Linked DNA regions of Mus musculus: region 1 is linked to region 2. A link is a contact called in public HiCAR-type data. All regions are on one chromosome and are shown on one strand. The core of a region is the stretch at or near the end of the contact, and the rest is flanking DNA. Distances in the headings are between cores, read along the strand shown.

Region 1 (7,430 bases), core at 497-2,996, 550 kb after region 2:
CAAACATTCACACAGTACAATCCAGGGATACACAAACTTGATACAAACATGGTGAGAAACAATGCTCAAGAAACATTAAAAATCTTTATTTGCATGAATTAATTCATCATGTTTCCATAAGATCAGAAAATGTTGCTTGAGTATCAAAAACTCTGCAGTGCATAGCATGCAATAGCCTCAAATATGGAAGAGGTACTGCAGGCAGCCGTCGCTGGTGCTCGGTGGTGTGACACCCTGTGCAAGTATGACATTGTGTGCAAAGTGAATACGTTGTGTGTTTAGGACCAAGTCTGCAGTGAAGTCATGTGATACAGTACAGGCAAACTCTGCAAGAAACACCTCAGGTTCACCATAGGGTTGGTTTTAAATTAATTTTGATGGTTATGTGCTTGAGAGCCGTACATCACTGCTAAAATTTTCTGATCCCCACATTCAGCTACACCCATGTTTTAAGAAGCTAAAGGCCTGATGTGGTGGTTTGAAGAGACGGGTTTGAAGATCTTATATTTGAACGTGTAGACATCAAGGAGTGGCACTATTTGAAAGGATTAGGAGGTGTGGCCTAATTGAAGGAAGTGTGTCACTGGAGATGGGCCTAGTTGCTCTGTCTTCCTGCTGCCTGTGGATCCACACGTGAAGTTCATAGCTTCATTTCCAGCACCATGAATACCTGTGTGCTGTCATGCTTCTACCATGATAATGGATGAAACCTCTGAACTGTAATTTCAGTTAAGTGTGTGTGTGTGTGTGTGCATGTGTGTATACATGTGCATATATGAATGCCCATGGCCATCCTGTCTTTTCACAGCAATAGAGCACTAAGAAAGAAGACCATAATATTGAGGTTTTACCTTCAATGTAATTTTTCATGCCTACTTCTCACTGAATCACTATAAAGAAGCCAAAGAAAAATCTTCCTGAGCAGTGCCTGCCTTAATTTTCTTACTGTAAGAATCACACACCTACTCAGCCCATCTGTCATTATAGCAATGTTAAAAAGTGACATTCTTAAGGTGTAACAATGAAGATTTAAGTGAGGCCCATGTTTCCAAGTGAAGCCCTAATGTTTGATTCAGATCCAGTGATTTGAATCAAAATATTTCCATGGGAACCTGCAGCCAGCCTGAAATACTTACTCCCAAATTGAATAAATCTTTTTTTTAATAAGTTCTGGGTTTTGTTTGTTTATTTTTTATTTGCTCTCTAAACCAATACAATGAACTGAAAGACAGTTTTAAAAACAATACTGACACATGCAGATAAAAGCTGTCCTTTCTAAACAGTATTTAAACAATAAAATTAAATTTCTTTGAGCATCAATTCCCTGAGCTGTAGACAGTGTCTAGTACAATGGAGAACAAATGGATGAGTGAATGAATGAAAAAAAAACTTTGTTTAAATGAAAGATTTATAAGATCTGAAGAGAAAGCAGACTATGAAAGACTTTCAAAACTTGTGTTCAGTGGCCAGTGATGAACTGATCAATAAGAAAGAGCCAGAAATGGTAACACATGAAGCTGGGAAACTCACAAAGTCTATCTTAAGATAGCATTAAGAAGAATACTGAAGGAAGAAGTCAGCCTATTGGGTCAGAAGATCAGGGTCACCAGAATTGTTATCATAGACTACCACAAACTGATTCAACTAATTTTCCGCTGAGCAATGCATTCCAGGGCTTTTGAAAGTCCCCACACTTCACAGCATGCTTCCCCAGCAGGAAGGGCCCCTTAAACATAATTTGATTCAGTCCATGTGTTTAGAAGAAAAAGGCAAAGACCCAAAGCAGTGGTGTAGCATGCCCGAGGTCACACAGTTATGTAGCCACCCACTCAATGTTCCTTCCAGGGCACCATGGTACCATGCTAAGAGTTCGTGGAAGGGATGGAAAGCCAGGATAGTGAAAAGCAGGATTCTAGACACAGAAGAGCTACTTAAGAAAGGATGGGCTCTAAGGATTCAGAGTGAGTGGGGAAAAACAGGAAAGAATGTAAAACATTGATGTAAAGGAGCCTCAAGACTCCCCGCAGAGCAAGAGGGACACAAGAACTTGGTTGATAAACATATGGAGAAGGAACATGGCTATAAATCCAGTTGGGACACTTCCTTTTCAAAGGATCTGTCCCAAACACAGCAATGTCACAGGAATGCAGGCTGCTTTGCTGTTGGCTGGAAGAAAGAGAAAGTGGCTTGAGCCACGCCTCATAGCAAGCATTTCCGAGTGAGATTCCATCATCCCAAGCGGTGCCAGAACCACCAAACCACCAAGGACCATGGGGAAATGACTGGCTACTCTGATCCAAGCAGAACCAAAGGATTGAGATGTTCCAGGAGTTGCTTTTAAAGAAAGTTTTCCCCTGCCCTACTGAGAAGAGAAAACCCATGAAGAAGGGAGAAATGGAGCTGTGTTACAATTCATCAGTAAAGCAGGAGAGCGAGAAAGGCAGGAACAAGGCGGCTTATATACTTTCCATAGCATGAAAACCTGTGGGCCTGGAAGGGAATGCAATGAGAACTTTTGACATAGACAGCCAAGATTTGGCTGCTGGACTGTTGGAATAGCTGCAGACACAGGGAAGAGTGAAACATGCAGCCTCCTAAGGGCTGGCATAAGAACATAGCCCGGACAAGAAGACAGGCAGCCAAAAGCCTAATTGCCTTAAAGTTCAGGTCGAGCCTGGAGACCCAGTGCTAGAACTTTGCCCAAATGAGGGAAATGGGGCTTCTGTCTAATGAACTCAATCAGGCAGATGGACCCTCTCACTTTCTACACTGTGTTCAGACTGTCGGAGATCAAGATAAACCACGGTCGCTCTGAAACAGTCCTTTCTCCTTTGCTCTGCCTGTCAATGGCCTCATAACCTTCAGACCTTTTTGAATGTTCTGTAGGAGCAAGCCGAGAATGATTGGACAACCAGTTGTTTTGTTCTGTTTTGTTTTTTGTTTTTAATGCATGTAGTGACTTCTTGAGGATTCTAATTAGGAGATGATAAACATGTAGGACCTTAGATCAAGTGTGTGAAGCATCAAGCCGCCTTCCATCACTACACTCTGCACACACACAAAGCAACAACTAAGGTGTTGAAAGAGACAATTGTGCCACACTGGCATGACTTTTATGTACATAAACTGACTATACCCTTAATTTCACCATTATATGGAAGGGGAAACTTAGAGATTAGAAGATTTAAATTCTTCCTTGGGTTATATAGTCATGCCAATCCGGTTTATCAACGTTGAACCACTTTACTATTTGCCATGTCTCCCTCAGCCTTTTAAGGCAATAAATGCTACACTTTAAATATATATTTATGTATATACACACACACACATATATATGTATATATGTGTGTATATATATATGTGTGTATATATAATCTACATTATAGTTATATATTGATGAAGTGGAACAAATACCTGGGATGAAGTAACAGTCTGGAAAACCAGATTCTCATCAGAACTGGGGCACTTAATGCTGGGGATGGACAGTATTTAAAATCTCTCGCCCTGCTTGTCTGCTTCCACATAAAGCCATAATGCTTCACCTCAGAGATGCATTCCATCTCCCACAGATTGATTCGGACAGAGCCAGTGTCATTAATTAATTAAGAGAACGCATTTTTCTGACCATCACACTCTACTGACAGGATAATTCTTTCATCTTCATGTGGAGGGACCAGTAAGACAGCAAGCACTTCTGTGTCTAAGTCTCAGGGTCCCGCACCTGCGACCTTTGCCTCTATGATGTCACTTTCCATCGTTCAGGACCTCCGTGTCTCTCCTCCCAACTCTTTGATAACATTTCTCAGAATCACTTTATAACCAGAGCACAATTAAAGAAGCGGATCTTGTGGCAACGATGATCAGTTCTGTATGCCCACACCTAAAAGTTCTCTTTAAGGTGCAAAAGATTGGTTGAGTGCTTTCTAGTGCAACTCTGTGATCTCCTTAATAAATCATATAGATCTATTAATGTTGGTTGAGCCTTTGGATATGATTAAGAAGAAAGTGGGCTACTTTATACAGTTGGTTATGAGAGAGCAAGAGCGAGAATGTCTCCTTGATGAGTAACGCTGGTCTTGATGGTCTGTTTATTAAAATGCTCCTTTCTACTTTACCTGTCTTCAGCAAGTATAAGCTTCTAACCCTTGGGATGGAACAGGACTGGCAGAGAGTTAGCCTGCCAGCATTACTTTCATTCTCTCTGGTACTATCAGGTAGTTCCTTGGCAGATTAAAAAAAAAAGTAATCAATTTCAAATTCCTTCATTATAAAATACCTGGTGCATGGTAGTTTTCATTAACCACCAACTTGACAGAATCTAGAAATACCTGGGAGATGAGCTTTTGGCTATGACTGTGTGGGATGGCCTTGATTGTATTCATGGAGGTGGGGAGATTTGCCTACTGAGGGCAGCATCATTCCCTAGGCTGGAATCCTGAACTGAATAGGAGAAAGTGAACTGAGTTCTGCATACATGGACCTCTACTTTGCCATTGTGGATGTGATGTGACCAGATGCTTCAAGCTCTTTCTGCCTTAAAATATCCACCATAATGGACTATACCTTATGAGACAAAATAAATTCCTCCTCCTATAAGTCAGGGTGCAACAGAAAAAGAAACTATATGGCTTTTTATTGTGCATCATGGTTCACAGGTTAGATGGCCTGACCTTGTTGTTGGCTTAAGACTGATAAGAGCATCCTGTTTGATGTAAACAGTAGCATTGTCTTCATACAGAATCAAAAAGCTTTCCGAACCAGGTTAAATAATTTCACAGAAGGTCAAAAATGTCAAAACTTGCTCCAAATCTTGAAGATACCAGGTAGTGTCCCCAACAGGTATTGAGTATGGGGGGGAAAAAGGAAATCAGAAATGTTAGAAATAGCATCTAAAATTACATCTGAGCCTTAATATCAACTGCTGACACCTAAGAGGGGTTTATTCACTTTAATAAATGGCTCCTGTTAAATACTTATTTTATATTTTTATAATGTTTCTTACTTTGTGATATAAAGCTGAAAATGTTATGTGCTCAAGGTCATGTGTGCTGTAAGTGGTGAAAAACCACACAATTCTATCTCAGAGCTGCTGAGTTCTTCCTCACAACCAACACCCCGACCCCCAACAGATCTGGACAGACTCTAGCCAGAAGCCAGCTCGCACCAAATGGTGACACTGTTGGGATCCATAACTAGAAACAGTTAAGAAGTGTAAGGAAATTCTGCCAGCCATGTGTGTAACAGATACCCCAGCCATCAGAGGAAGGCAGGTACTCCATTGGTCATGGCGTCTCCATGACTGCCATCCATCAACAGGCAGGTACTCCTCAGCTTCTGCGCAGCACCGTGTCAGCCCCAGCAGCCTCTGGGAGCCAACTCACTGTTCGAATCTTTGTACTCATAGTCAGCCAGGGTCTGAAATAAATGTGCTGCTAAAGTTTCCTTTCCCTTTTACATCAGCTGATCTGCTGGCTCCTACCGCATCACCCAGCAGTGAGGAACACAAGGCATTTGGGCAAAGAAAAGAGAAGCAGCCCCCACATGTCACTCATCCACAAGAGATGAGTCATCAACAGCAAAGATTTAGTGTTCTGTGTACCCTCATCATGTTCCCCCCCCCCCTGCTTGCATCCCCTTTGCTCACACATTCCTAGCCATACTAGCACATGGGTTTGGCTTTGCCCCTCTTTACAAAGACACTTCAGCCTGCATTTGAAAGGATAAAGGATATACTTGATACAATAGGACACGACTGGGGAGAAAAGTTTCTTATTTTCATATGTGAGAAATATTAGAGCTAAAGGCCCAGTGATGACCTCTCCCAATCCTTTGGCCTTGCAAGTCTGGGGCCTGAGACAGGAAACTGACCCAACTTGCTAAAGAGCAGGTCTCACAAAGTTTGTAAAGGTCCAAAAAAGATGCGTGCTCCCCGTGACCTATACAGTGACCGTTTCCCAAGTGCCCCATCACTTATTTGGGAGCAGTGACTTCTGCTTCCCTAGAATTTCTCAGATTCTGACATGGTGACACTGATATACCCACATGTAAATGAGTCTTTGAAAACATGGGAGAAAACAGCCTGCGCTCACACCTACGTTTGTTTATTCTCCAATGGGGTTATTGGCATGGCATTCCTTTAAAGGAAACACAGGCCAGACCCTCCAGACTCTCTGGATAATCTGAAACCCCCAAATTATGTGTAACTTAAAAAAAAAAGCTGTTTTACTCAGCAGTGCCAATGGTGGAGGGAGCAAAAATCAATCCAAAATCACCATCAACAAAACATCAAAACTGGCTTTGTTTGCTAGCTAAGACTTGAGACTAAATACAAACAAAAGAAGCAACCAATAAATACACCAGAGAATTAGGATGGAGATGTTTAGTATCCCCCAGAGTTATGTCTCAAAGGACTGGCTAAACTCAAATGTGTGCCCCATTCAGCCTGGTCAATATGAGAAAAAGGAATAAGTAAAAGAATTTGTTTGCTGGTGTTTCTAGAGAGAGAGCTATTTCTGGCCTCATCTTAAGAAACATCCTTGTTCAGTACCTGAGAATTATTTTGTCTGGTTTGAGGATGTCAGCACAGTGGGGAAGCTGATCTCATTCCACAACAAACATGTGTTGAGTCTAAGAGCTACCATCTCCCTGGTATTGACACAGCAGGACCAGAGAGACGTACAGAGAAAGCAATATGATGCTTCCTCCTAAGAACCGGAGAGAAATACAGCCAAATCCCAGAAGATAGCATCCAGGAACTAAAGAAGCTACGCTGGGCAGAGGTCTTTATTGGCCAGGTATGTTCAAGAGACTATCTATGAACAGAACAAGAATCGTGGCTAAAGACAAGACTGCAATGCTGCTGATCATGGGAGAGAGCTTCTCTTTCTTTCCCCCTTCCGAAAGTCAGAATATCTGAAAGAATCCAGAAGGTATCTGAGAGCCAAACCACACTCCATCTACCTTCACTCCCAATTGTAAAGCACAATACTGGTGGAGAGAAAGGAGGCATTTGCAAGATAACATGGGATAGATGTTTTCATAGAAAAGCCTTGGATCTCAGGCCATATTGGGCAAATTAAGCAACTAAGTGAGCTAAGCAGACCTTCTACAACCAAGCCAGGCTATCAGAGAGAGCCATCACCAGGGATGAAAGTGACAAGTGAGTTTGACATGGCACAAGGCACAATAGGTGGTGATAGGGAAAATGCCAATCTGTTCAACTTAGTGTCTCCAAAAGATGTAGTTCACTAATGACTGAGCTTCGTAAGTAACACACACAACACATACACACACACACACACACACACACACACACACACAAACACACACTCACACACACCAGACAGAAACAGAGAAAGGAAGAGAAGGAAAGGAGAGAAATTTTAAATTTCCCATGGTTTCTCTCTATCTAACCTATCTAATTTATAAAC
Region 2 (7,470 bases), core at 3,089-5,588:
TCTTCCTTTACAATACTGTGTGGTTTGTCATAAAATGCTATTTTCATGGAGGGACTCCTCTTGCCCTGGCTACAGCGCGAGTTCCTTGATTTTGTCCCATAAAAGACACACATGCAGCCTTACATTTAATATGCCTTAATCAACTCAATGCTTGGGCTACTCCCAAACTTCCATGTTGCTAATATCTTCCCTCTGATACTCCTGAGTTATTACTTTCTAACATCTATATTCCATCTTTGCTATCTTAGCTCTTCCCCGACTCTTACATGACTGGTCCTCTGTCTTCTGCAGCTCCCAAGTCTCCATCTTACTCCTTTCCTGGCATGGCAATTTTCCTTCTTCTCCTGTCCCCCAGCACAAGAATCCTAAAGTCCCATCTCTATCTCCCTGCCCAGCCTTTAGTGGCTGGCAACTTTATTTACCAATCAGAACCCAGTGGGGGCAAGGACCCTCGACGTCTTACATGCAGGATTCTCGTGCAATTTTGGGAATTCAGTTAACATAATACAAGCATTCAAGCAAATCCAACGCACTCCTCAGACAAGATTATTCTAGCTCTGACTAGGGTTAACCCGAAGGGATGTCCATCACAGTTACAGACTGAAGCAGCAGATTGCTGAGCACAACATTTAATAATGTTGTAGGCTTTAGTGAATCACATCTCTGTATCTGAGGATGTCAGTGCATGAACACAGAAATTAAGATGGACAAGGACATACACTATCCTTAGTGTATAGCTATCATTATTGCTTCATTGACCATGTTGGGCTGTGGTTCTCACTTAAATTGGTTATGAGAAGACTAAGATATAGCCTTGACTGAAAAACAAATGACCTTCATGTGAAGGTTGAGAAGCACTGACCTGACCTTGCTCCATATGAAGTGATTCAGAAGTGGGTTTTATGTTTAAGAAGCTATGCACTCAAACTCAGTCAAAACTGCATAGCCTAATTGTGCCTCCGGCATTACTTAGTTGTGTAAGCACTAGGAGGTTAGCTGAGAGATAAGTTTCAGATGATCTGTACTAGTGAATAGATAGAAGTTACATATGAATACAGTATGCATAGCCTATATGTATTACACAGTGGTACACATGCATAGAAGTGTATATAGTATATATTTGATATATGGACATATATTTCTATATGGATACTATATGGTTAGTTCAGAAACAAGTGAGTTTGTATTAATAATGCCTTTGTCTATGTTTTGGTCATTTCTTTTGCTTTTTCTAAACAGAAGTCATTGGTTAAAAGTTAACAGCCAGGGGATACTTCTCTGGTGCAGAACAGAAGGAGGCGGTCTTATAATTGACCTCTGGCTGGGACACAGGCTTCATGAACCTCTGGTGAGGAGGATGTGGGTAATGACATCTGTTCATCTCTGTCCATCAGATTCCAAGTTCCTGGAATTTCCCTTCATCGAAGTTTAATACACTGACATAGTCAGGGGCCTCTAACAGGCAAATGTGAACTGTAATTTATAAGGAGAAAACTGAAGTAAACCAGGCCTGGAGCCATTGATCTCGACCTGAAAACCCTAGCAACAAGGACTTTGCACTACGATTGCTCAAAGTTACAGAGACCAAGTCTGAGAAGCCAGTGGCATAGTCCATCCTCATTCCAAGTTTATCTGTTCTTCTCTGCTTTGATCTGGACACTGCTTCTGATAGTGTGTGAAGTGTGGAGGCTTGAATGCAATACCTATGGGAAGCCAACTGCCCAGGGTTCAAGTGAGGGAGGCACTGGGTGAGCATAAGAGATCTGGCTTCCATTTTATTTTTTTGAGACAGAGCTTCAGTGTATATGTAGCCTTGGCTGACCCAGAACTCTCTATGTAGACCTTATTGACACAGAATTCAGAGATCTGCCTCGAGAGTACTGGGGTTAAAGGCATGAGCCTAGCACAACTTGTGAAGGGATAGGCTGGCTCCTTCAGTCTCTGGACTCTCCCTGAACTTCAGGTTCAGGTCTCACTATGATCATTCTTACTATTATAGAGGCTTGATGACCCAGCATGGAGAGATAATGGGGGAGGAGACTCTCTCAGAGGCAAAGGGGAGGGAATTGGGGAAAGACTTCTTTGAGGGGGTACCATGAGGGATCAGCATTTGGGATGTATATAAATAAAATAATTAGTTAATAAAAGAAGAAAAAGAAAAAAGAATCAGATTGCTTAGATGGATTTAGCGATGTGCCGAGGTTGACTCACAAAGGCCCCCAAGAGCCACCATGTCTGTTAAGGTTTAGGAAGTTTGCCCATCAGTTACTAAATGTGGCCATTCTTACAACTTAGATTGTGTATACTCACAGTGTTACAAATTATATTAAAACAAAAATGATAGGACTGGTACGTTGGCTCAGAAGGAACGTGCTACCGAGTCTGGTGAACTGAGTTTGACCCCTAGAACTCACATGATGGAAAGAGAGAACTGAGTCCCACAGGTTGCCTTCCGACTTCCATAGGTGTCATACATGCAAGTGCATGTGTACACACGTGCATATGCACGTGCACACACATGCACACACCCAGACACACAAGTAATAATTGTCCATCCAGTGTCCTCTTCTGTTTATTTTACTACATTTCAATATTCCCCATATGCTTGAAGTTGCTTCTACACTGTAATGTAGATATTGCTCAAGTCTCCCCAAATCCGTCTTCAGAAGCAATCTCATTGGTGGTTAGAAACTAGCTATTCTGGGCCACAAGGTAGCACGCCAGGCTCACGGGGAGGCTTGCATGCAGGGGGTTATGCTGTGGCCAAGCAGCTCAGACCTGCAGCTCGAGTACTGTCTGCAGTAAGCTGTAGGTAAGTTATTTTCCATATCATTGTCATACTGTGTGCACAGGCTTAACAGCCTACAGGGATAACCACACATATGGCTCAGGGTGGATGCAGGTTTATACACCAGAAGGGCTGTGCAGGGATGGGTGCTTGGAGCTGGTGTGCTCTCACTGTAGACATGAGGACGAGAGTTTGGCAGAAATCTATGAATGAACTCATGCTAAGAACCGGCTTCTACACAAACCTTATGATAAAGAGTGTTATATTTATATTGTATGAAACAATAGACTTACATAGTATTGGTAGTATTATATCATTATTTGTAAATAGTTCACTATACTATAGCCCAAATATGTCAGTAACATTTTGCTAGATACTTATTTTATATCATCTACCTTATCATTCTCTTATCTATCTATCTATCTATCTATCTATCTATCTATCTATCTATCTATCTATCTATCTATCTATCTATCTATCATCTATCTATCCATCATCTATCTATCTATCTATCTATCTATCTATCTATCTATCTATCTATCTATCTATCTATCTATTTATCTATCTATCTATCTCCACCTACTCATCTAAATAAAAATATTTAAAAAATCTGTTAACATTTATCAGGACACTGCCAGATGCCTTTCATTACAGAGTTTCTTATCCACAAGGTTACCTGGGGTTAGGTGACAGAATGAAGAAAAAAAAAGCAGACAGAACATCTCAGTGAGTCCTATACTGTGAGTGTTGCAGACGTGAAGTGAAAAAGAGGAATTCATACATGATTCAGGGACTCAGTGCAAGACAATGTAAGCCCATTAGTATGTTGGAAGGCAGTCTGAGGTGTACATATTTCCTACCTTTAATTTCCCACCACAGATGTGAATCCCTGAGAATTAACACAGGCACTATCCCAGAATCTCGAGTTGCCCAGAGCAGCAGCTATGGGGAGGATCAAGGGATTAGAAAAGAAAGCAGCGTCCCCTTGGTTTTCTCTTTCTCTTTCCTGCAAAGTATCTAATTTACTTGTTAGAGCCAACCACACATTGTTCGTCCACACTGTCTATTTTTTTAGTCTTAATTGATACTAATTAAAATCAAAATAAAATTACGGCTGTAACACTTGGCTGGGGATTTGATCTGCTGCCAGCATGCCTGAAACCAATGCAAGTTACTATATAAACACTCCCGTGTTGAAACTCCAGGTATTTTAAAAGCGAATCTCTCTCTCCCCCCCCCCTCTCTCTCTCTCTCTCTCTCACACACACACACACACACACATGGCATGCTTATTCTCTAACTCTTTCCCAGATTCTATTCTGGAACATAACAAAAACAAAGTTTAACTTTTTTATTGAGGTGTATAGAGCTTTCATTCATTTATAATCAAAAGGTAAACTTGGTGAATATGAATGGACATAGATAGAGATCTAGGATCAGGAAACCAACTGTCTCTCATGTGGTGCTAATGAGGCCAGGCTCCTGGGTTCTGCATTCTCATAAGCTGGTTATCTGGATGGAAACCCTGATTCACAATTATGGGTGGAGACAACGGGTGGAGGTGCTTGCAGCTATGACAGTAACTCATTTGGGGATAGGGAAAGATTGTCTGAATGACTCACAGTGAACTGGTTCTTGCCATTCCAGGAAGATAACTCAGAGGTCTTTTTTTGGAGTCCAATTCTTAACTATCTCCTTTGGTGTGCTATTACACAACTGGAGATAGCTATCAATTGGATAATGCTATAGCCTAAATCTTACCTAAAGAAGATAGGTGGAAGTGCCAAGAGGTCATGAGCTAAAAAAGAGATATTCAGAGTTAGATGTTGGTGTTCAACCACAGTGTAATAACCCCCACGCCATGTTAGATAAAATGCGAAATCCCTCGTATTTATATGCTCTTACATAATCTTCGTAACAGTTGATAAGGTTGGAGATGCTAAGAGTGTTGTTATCAGTTGCCATCTGTAGCCTATTATGGAGATTTCCATACTTGGCTGTAATCTACCTACATGATGTTTCCTATAATGTATCTTAAAAGTGTCCTGACTCATGATTTTCTTTATTTTATTACTATATAAACTTGTCAAAATGGTCCTAACACTGGAATGTGGTGTTTTGAAGCAACCTGAATCTCTATTCCTGAGCCATGCTCACTCTTTCCTCCTCTGGAATAAGCTATCTCTCATTCACTTACGTGGTTGCCTGGGCGTCATAATATGATCTAATGATAAGTGGTAGAATAGCATTTCCATGTGATCTTCTAAAGCTATTATTATTACTATTTTTGAGAACTTCATACGTGAGTTTATTTGTGTCATTTCTACCTTATACTCTCCCTCCTCCAACTCCAATATATGTATGTGTATATGTAAACACAGCCAGCTGCATACATTTAGTGTTTCTGATATGCATATGTGTTTAGTGCTCATCACTTGAGATTTGATAACCTGTCAGGGGGTTCATTGTTGGAAAACACTGATTCTTTTCCTCTCACCAGCCATCAATCACTTATAGCTCTTTATCTAGGGGTGGAGCCTTGTGAGATTTCCCTGGTTCACACTGGCATGTCAACCGGTATTGTCATCATTCAGGTCTTGCTTAAATCAACTATCATTAATATTTCAACTTCCCTGTCATGTATAGAAGACACTCTTTGGTAGCAGATATCCTGATCCCCTGGCTTTTACAACCTTTTGCTCCCTCTTCCATGATGCTCCATGAGCCTTAGGTATAGAAACTGTACTGTAGATGTTAACAGCTGCAGGGGGAAATTGGCATATTGAGGAATTGTGGGATGTGCAATAGTCTCCATCTGCTACAGAAAGGAGCTTCTTTGATGGGGGAGTGAAGGGGTAAAATGTGCTCTCATCTGTGACCTATAAGGACAGGTATTTAGAATGCAGTGGGGAATTATACTGATTGGGGAATTATACTGATTTCGGAAAGCAGAGGAGCTAGGTTCTTCTCTGGGGTCCATGACTTTACCAGCCTCAGGTAGTTGGCTATGTTTATAGTACCAGACACAAATTCCCACCTATTAAGAGGTATTTATGTCTGGTTAGGTGGCTGTTTGTTACTACCAAGATTTAAGTGCTATTGGCATATACTTGGGTATGACTCCCAAACAATAAAGACTATCGCTCTTGGTTGCCTCCAGGAACTTGCAGAAGTCACCACACGTTGGACAAATGATTTAAAGGGCTGGAACTGGTCTGGAAGCTTCCAACTTGAGGACTGGCTTTCCTAGCATCTGAAAGGGCTGAAAGAACTTCCAAGGGAGGAAAGCAATTAATATTCCTATTTAGCCGTAAAGCCCACGAACCACAATGACCAGCACAGCACAGGCCCATTTGCTGCTTTAAAGCCCTTTCCTGCCGTTGCGGCTGTTCTTTCTGTCTCTAGAAAAATAAGACAATTGAAAATAAAAGTACCCCAAAAAAGTTAGGTAATTCAAACAGCAACAAGGTAAACTCATATTTGACTTTGGGTCTGCATAATTTAAAAAAATCGCTTTTCCATCAGTATTCTGAGATCGCTAACACCTTAGAAGTTGAGGGACTAGTATGTATCTTCCTTAAGACTTGGTTGCTTCTCTTTTATGGTGGTCATAATAATGATCTTTCCCCTTAAGAGTCAGGAGATCCTCTAGGTGAAGTGTAATGGCTCATCTAAATGTAAGATATCATAATTCTAATGATACAAATTATAGGAAGGATATTATAAATGCTATGAGTGCATGTAGATATTGGTTGTTGGCCAATGTATCTGATGTAGTCATTTGTTTATAAGTTAAAAAAATTGAAAACAGATTTACATTGAGCTACTTAGACGCTAGATATAAAGAGTTGGCTTTGGAATTAATTCTTTTAGACATTTGTTGCTGTTTATATTGTTTTTGCTTTATTTGAGGCCAGGTCTCTCTGTAGCCCAGGTGAGCTTCAAACTTATCAACATTTTTCTTCGACATCTAAAGCACAAGAATTACGGATGTGTACCATCATGCCTTGCTTCTCTTTGACATTCTGAACTTCAGATTAATAGCTGTGGGAATTTTGACAGTTACTCAAACTCATGGAGCCTGTACATCGAGAGCTTATTCTGTAATCGTGGCAAAGTTTAATTAAGATATAGCAGGTATTCAATAAATGCATACACATCTTTGCCCAAGTTTGATGCTTGTTGGGGTAGAGTATTGTGAAGTCCATGAAATAAAGTGAGACACCTTTACAATACCAATACCAATACAATACCAATACAATTTTAGAATCAAAAGAGACTTCAGAAGTAATCTTTCCCTAAATTTTCATTTTTACAGAATGAACAGAGGAGGTTAAAGGGATGGATTCAAGGACACACAGCTAGCTAATAGAATTAGAAACAGGGCTCCTAGCTTGCAACTCTCAGTTTAGTTGTGGTCCTATGTTAGCCAACTTCCCATTACCATGACAAAATGCTTGAGATAATCAATTTGAAAGGAGCAAAGGGTTATTTTGGTTCATGGTTTAGAGATTCCTGCCCATGGTCAGCTGGATCTGTGGATTCTAGGCTAGATGAGACAGATATCCCTGCAGAGCACAGGAGAGAGAAAGTCTATCTATCTCAAGGCAAGTGAAGAGAACGAGAATGGTGGACCAGAATGCCCTCTGGAGAACATCTCTAGTAGTGTATCTACATGCTAT

What was found. HiCAR-type assays count read pairs that join an accessible place to other places.
Region 1: a HiCAR-type map of fibro-adipogenic progenitors shows a contact between it and region 2, with 4 times the contacts expected there. The contact joins two enhancer-like sites. A contact is called at or near these places in 3 of 115 datasets of contacts at active chromatin or transcription factors (astrocytes, embryonic basal ganglia and fibro-adipogenic progenitors) and 1 of 9 other capture datasets (embryonic stem cells).

Annotation. Positions count from the first base shown.
Region 1 is chr9:41,807,290-41,814,719 of GRCm38.p6, forward strand. All of the region lies in intron 1 of Gm35940 (a long non-coding RNA gene), which reads left to right. Among named protein-coding and RNA genes, the nearest start is that of Gm35940, 5.4 kb to the left of the region's middle. Within about 2 kb of position 1,747, at least 60 of the 459 cell types and tissues checked have an H3K27ac peak or open chromatin away from gene starts, as enhancers often do. A contact at or near this core is called in fibro-adipogenic progenitors, where this site is marked.
Region 2 is chr9:41,253,078-41,260,547 of GRCm38.p6, forward strand. No RefSeq gene overlaps it. Among named protein-coding and RNA genes, the nearest start is that of 1700063D05Rik, 51 kb to the left of the region's middle. Within about 2 kb of position 4,339, at least 11 of the 459 cell types and tissues checked have an H3K27ac peak or open chromatin away from gene starts, as enhancers often do. A contact at or near this core is called in fibro-adipogenic progenitors, where this site is marked.